2 separate regions of the Mus musculus genome follow, and region 1 is linked to region 2. The links are chromatin contacts, called in public HiChIP or PLAC-seq maps. All regions are on one chromosome and are shown on one strand. The core of a region is the stretch at or near the end of the contact, and the rest is flanking DNA. Distances in the headings are between cores, read along the strand shown.

Region 1 (2,793 bases), core at 152-2,651, 220 kb before region 2:
CTGTAGCTTGAACAACCGAGGCCTCTCTGAATAAATACTTTGCGTGTGGCTCCCAGTCTGCCATTTGCTGTGGCTAACTTGCTGGTGGTGCAGAAACCCTTCCTTTTCTCTGCAGGTCCCAGGGCCTCTTTGGGGATTTGGGTTGGTGTTTCATGAGTATGTGCGTGTGTTTGTTTTGTTGGTTCAAAGGATAGGACCCAGGGCCTCATGCATGCTAAGTGTGTATGATACACTACACCCCCCATACTGGGAGCCATTCTTGGATGCTTCTAGACAGCATGTTGAGCCTGTTAAATGAGTCCATCAGTCTCATCATTGCCTCAAGGTCAACTGTTCTGGTTTTATCAACACACAAAGGCTGTTCATTCAAAAGTTCTGCACTTGACGGGTACCCTGGTCACATGCAAATCTCTCTCTCTCTCTCTCTCTCTCTCTCTCTCTCTCTCTCTCTCTCTCTCTCTGTCACACACACACACACACACACACACACACACACATCTCATTTGCCCATAGCATAACACCTCTCCATCAGTTTCAACCCATGGGGGACTAATTAGGTTGTGGTAGTTCACCCATTTACAGCCTCAACATTTCTTTTTTGGGATCCACATGCCAGCGCCCTCCACCCCCCCCCCCCGCCCCCCACGCCAGCCCTCTCAAGGCTCGGGCCAGCCAAATCTATTCATGCATCTGCTTCCCACGAAGGCAAGACCCTCCTGCCCTCAGATTACAACTGAAACCACCACCTGTGTGGGACCACAGGCTCTCAGTGCTTCTAAAACCACACACCACCACACCACAAAAACAAACACGTCTGTTTCTGTTACCTGCCTGCTACACAGAATTAGACCAAGATAAGCTCCGTCGTTGTCCCTTTGTCACTGTGAGCTACTTACCCCAACAGAGGGATACATCCCTGTGTGGGAACATTTGAAGACCTTCATATGGATGTAAAGTCCCAAAAAGACCAATAAACAGTGTTTACCTTTATTTAAAAACAAACAGCCGAGAATGTGAGGTTGCACACCTTTAATCTCAGCACTCAGGAGGCAGAGGCAGGTGGATCTCTGTGAGTTCAAGGCCAGGCTGACATACAAAAAAGAGTTTCAGAACAGTCAAGGCTGTTACACAAAGGAATCCTGTCTCAAAAAACAAAACAAGCCAACAACCTTTTAAAAGAAGCAAGGTGTGTCCTGGTTAGGATTCTGTCCCGTAGATTTCCTTGCTGGCCTGCAGGACCAAAGAAAGAGAACCCACGAGTCTCCCAGAAGGCCAGTTACTTAGACTCTACACAATATCTTTACATAATTCAGTGTCTGAAGTCCAGAAATAGAAAAGACACCACTTACGCTCCGTTTCAGCTAAGCCTCCACTGCCCTGCTAGCTTGCTCGCTGCGAACTGCTCCTAATTGAACCACCTGGGTGCAAAAGCCATCAGGAAGACAGTGCAGCTGTCTCAGCGACATTGGATGCTGCAAGACCTTCTTGCCTTTCTTATTATCCTTAATTATTATTTCCAAGCCAAGATTTCAGTTTCCAACCTCTACACAGCCCAGGGCCTGGAAGGTGAAGAGGACCCCATGCTGGGGTTTTGTTTGTTTGTTTGTTTGTTTGTTTGTTTTTGCCGAATCTGGAAGCCACTGGTATGCAAGGAGAGTAGATGCGCGCCCTCTCAAGGGTTTCTCCCAGTGGGGCTGCGAGTTTTAGACTCTTCTGCCCTGCAAATCTCCACGAGCAGGTGCCGCGAGTCAGAAAGTTAATCACCTTTTGGCAGGGGAAGATCATGACTGACGGCTGCTTCCAGTTCCCAGCGCAGGCTCCTGCTGCTTCTAATGAGGCTTCGTTAGCAGGTATGAAAAGGCCCCGCTGGCCCCTGGATTCTGCCAGCGCCTTTTGAAAATCAGACTTCCTCTCACAACATCACGGTACAATTACCCGTTGGCAGTGGTTCCCTGACAGGTGGTGGGGGAGGCTGCTGCCGGTGGTGACGAGCATTTGTTCTGGAGTAGATGGGTAAAGGGCTTTGGCTGGATTCCTCCTAAGCTCTTTCCACACCGTACTACTCAACTCCATGGATTTTGGGTTTCCAGGTGTGTGCTTGAGAGCGCGCGTGCGCGCGCACACACACACACACACACACACACACACACACGCACGCACGCACGCACGCACACACACACATACCATAATAGCACCCATTAGCGTTGAGACCCCCACATCCTTTGATAACAATGTCCTTAAATTGTACTTCAAGGATATTGGTAATTCTTTTAAGCATGGATTGATGCTCAAATGTTTTGACAGACTGGGGGGAGGGGGAATACCCATATAAGGAAGATCATTTCTGTTCTCATGGGTTGACAATCTTGGTGGGGCAAGGACTAAACAAAGCAACGTGGCACTGTACAGTTTGCATGGCCCCTTCCCTGAATTCATTTTGTCCCCAAAGGCATGAAGATAAATCTGATTTCAGTTGCTTCTCCACTACAGGATTCAGTAAGTGCCACCCAGTTCACTGCCCTTTGTTTAACTGCCCTACACACATTCTTCAATAAGCCCTTGGGCCACCTCACCAGCTTTTACTTAATTACACCCATGTGTTTGTTGGGAGGAGCTTGTCGGGGTGCTGGTGGAGTCAGAGGACAACTTTTGGGAGTTGGTTCTCTCCTTCCACCATGTTAATCCCAGGGGATCAAACTCAGGTCATCAGACTTGGTGACAAGTGCCTTTCCCAATGAGCCAGCTTGCTGGCTCAATAGACTGCCTCTCTGGGCAAGATAGGATTTGGGCCAA
Region 2 (2,735 bases), core at 24-2,523:
GCTTCTTCTCACCTGCCCTCTGCCTTTTGAGGATGTATGGAAATCGAAATCACATTGCGAACCTTCCAAACTCAAACTTTAACATCTTTGTTTCATTTCCTACCCAATCACTCACTGCCACACTAGAGAGGAAGGGAATGTCTCATTTCCTCTCTTCCTGGTACCTGCAGGAGTTGGGGTTTTATGTGGCAGTGCGACATTTTAATGAATTTGTTTAGCCTTTAAGTGACATCGACTTTTCCTGTCATCTCCCAGGCAGACCTGTACTTAAATACTTTAAAATAATGACAGCTACTTAATGACAGAGGCTGCAAATGGCCCTCGAGGCTTGGCCACTTCTGACTCGCAGAGATATTTTTAAATTGAAGCTCACATTTTTTTTTAAATGTTTCGATTACCCGATGAAATCTTAAGTAGAAGAGTTCCCATGAAGATCTTTTATAAATAAGTCCTCTTGAGAAACTGAAAAATGTTGTCTACTCTGGGCCTCTCAAATGGCCTACCTGGTTGAGTAGGCCTGCTTCCTTTGGGTGGGAATGATCAATCTATCGTCGACACCTCCACATCCTCCCGAGCACTGATTTTCCTGATTGCTTTTTAAAATGCAGTCATTTTTTTCCGTGCTGGACGTGTCAATGCAGGACACAGAATTCCCGAGTTTCCCACATGTCATTGGCTTTTACTCAAGCTTCTCTTCCGTGCGTCTTTTTCTGTTTTCTTTAGTTGCCGGTATAGGTTAATGCATCCTCCAAGATTCAGGTCCATCTCTAGCTACTTTTCTCTGACCTCATAAAGGACTTGATGTGTCTTTGTGGATTCTCTGTGACTCCATCACATCTTCGGTCACATCATACTGTGGTAAAATCTCTCATAAATTTCATCCCATGTAACGGCCGAGTAGAAATCCTCACCCTCAAATGAAGTTTTGTAGCCGTTAATTTTGCTAAAAGTCATCATTCTTTCAAAAATCGAAATGAAATGGGAGTAGAGGGGTGGGTTTGACCAAAAGACATCATATTCATTTATGAAATTCTCCAAAGATAAAAAATTAAAATGCAAAGAAAAAAAATTCCACAAAGCTATACATGTCTCAAAGCATGCCGATATGAATACACTCGCTAACTGGGTTGTAGAAACCAAAAAACTCCAACTCCCATCAGGCACTTAGCCGAGATACCCCTAAGGGACTACAACTCCCGTGATGCCCCGCGCCCCACCACGGCGTGGAGCCTAGAGCCACGTAACTTTGGCGGCCCGGGAAGACTACACACCTCTTTCATGGCTTCGGCGAACACCCGGCGAGTTGGCGATGGCGCCGGTGGCGCCTTCCAGCCTTACCTCGACTCCTTACGACAGGAGCTGCAGCAGAGGGATCCGACGCTGCTCTCCGTGGCGGTGGCTCTCCTGGCGGTGCTGCTGACGCTGGGTGAGGCGGCCGGCATTCACGGCGAGGGCAGGGTGGCTCGGCGCCGCAGGCCAGGGAGGCGGACGGCTGCGTTCCCTCTTCTACTACTCGTCTTCCAGACCCAGCAGTGTGGAAAGGGGACGCTGAAGTGACCTGGGTCTTGGGACAGGACTTACATGAGGCGGCCCTGTGCGCTTGAGCGCTGCGGCCGCCATCGTTCATTCCAACTTTGAGCCACTTGTGTCTGAACTGGGCTCTGAGATACTGGGGTACTAAGGTAGAGTAGAAATCCACCAATCAAATGTAGCAAGCCACTAATTTTTCCCAGATCCATCATTCTGTGTATACTTTTAGTCTCCACATTTGGATGAGGGAAATAGACGTGAAAAGGTTTACAGTTGATAGTGGCTGGCGCTCCGTGAGTTCCTAACAAAACTGACTCTAATCCGTGTGACAATGAAAGTAGTCCAGATGGACGCTTTGTTTTTTTGTCGTAAATGCCTACTAATAATGTCTTTAGAAAATGAAGGCTGCCTTTCTCTTCTCTGCAGTGTTCTGGAAGTTCATCTGGAGCCGAAAGAGCAGTCAGAGAGCTGTTCTCTTCGTTGGTCTCTGTGACTCTGGGAAAACGTTGCTGTTTGTCAGGGTAATGCTTTGATTTTCACCTCGGTTAGACTTAAGAGGGATGGGTAAGGCATTTCCGTAGCCCTGTCATCTTGCAGTTTATTTGGTACAGCAAGTTTAGGACATGTTTTTAAAAATATTTTTTTTTCTTTTTAATTATATGTATGTGTGTGGGTATATGCACATGAGTGCCTGTACCTGTAGAGGCCAGATGTGTCAGATTTTGTAGAGTCGGTCTTCAAAGCTGCCTGATGTGGGTGCTGGGAATTGAATTCAGGTCCCTTTGCTAGAAGCAGGATGGGATCTTATCCAACTTAGTTGAGTCTCCAGCCCTGGGAGTTAATTCTTTTTTTTTTTTTAAGATTTATTTATTATTATATCTAAGTACACTGTAGCTGTCTTCAGATGCACCAGAAGAGGGAGTCAGATCTCATTACAGATGGTTGTGAGCCACCATGTGGTTGCTGGGATTTGAACTCAGGACCTTCGGAAGAGCAGTCGGTGCTCTTAACCACTGAGCTATCTCTCCAGCCCCCTGGGAGTTATATAAAAAAGACTCTAGGAAAACCTGTAAAAACACACACACACACACACACACACACACATACACACACGATGCTGTTAGAATACGTGGTCTGGGGATGGGGAGGTGACTCAGTCTGTTTTCTTGCCTGGCAAAAAAATGAGGGTCTGAGTTTGGATCGGT

The links. HiChIP or PLAC-seq counts read pairs in DNA pulled down with a chosen protein or histone mark.
Region 1: an H3K4me3 HiChIP or PLAC-seq map of the SCID.adh cell line shows a contact between it and region 2, with 11 read pairs. The contact joins the promoter of 5830418P13Rik here to the promoter of Srprb in region 2. A contact is called at or near these places in 3 of 39 promoter capture datasets (the 3T3-L1 cell line, hippocampal neurons and pre-B cells), 1 of 484 Hi-C or Micro-C datasets (the C2C12 cell line) and 4 of 115 datasets of contacts at active chromatin or transcription factors (the 230-238 cell line, the SCID.adh cell line, effector CD8 T cells and 1 more).

Annotation. Positions count from the first base shown.
Region 1 is chr9:103,422,186-103,424,978 of GRCm38.p6, reverse strand. It overlaps 5830418P13Rik (RIKEN cDNA 5830418P13 gene), which reads right to left and starts at 1,401. Exons shown (of 6, transcript NR_040466.1): 1 at 1,350-1,401. Bfsp2 (beaded filament structural protein 2, phakinin) reads left to right here. Exons shown (of 7, transcript NM_001002896.3): 7 at 1-55.
Region 2 is chr9:103,200,603-103,203,337 of GRCm38.p6, reverse strand. It overlaps Srprb (signal recognition particle receptor, B subunit), which reads left to right and starts at 1,273. Exons shown (of 7, transcript NM_009275.4): 1 at 1,273-1,426; 2 at 1,957-2,051. The coding sequence starts at 1,279.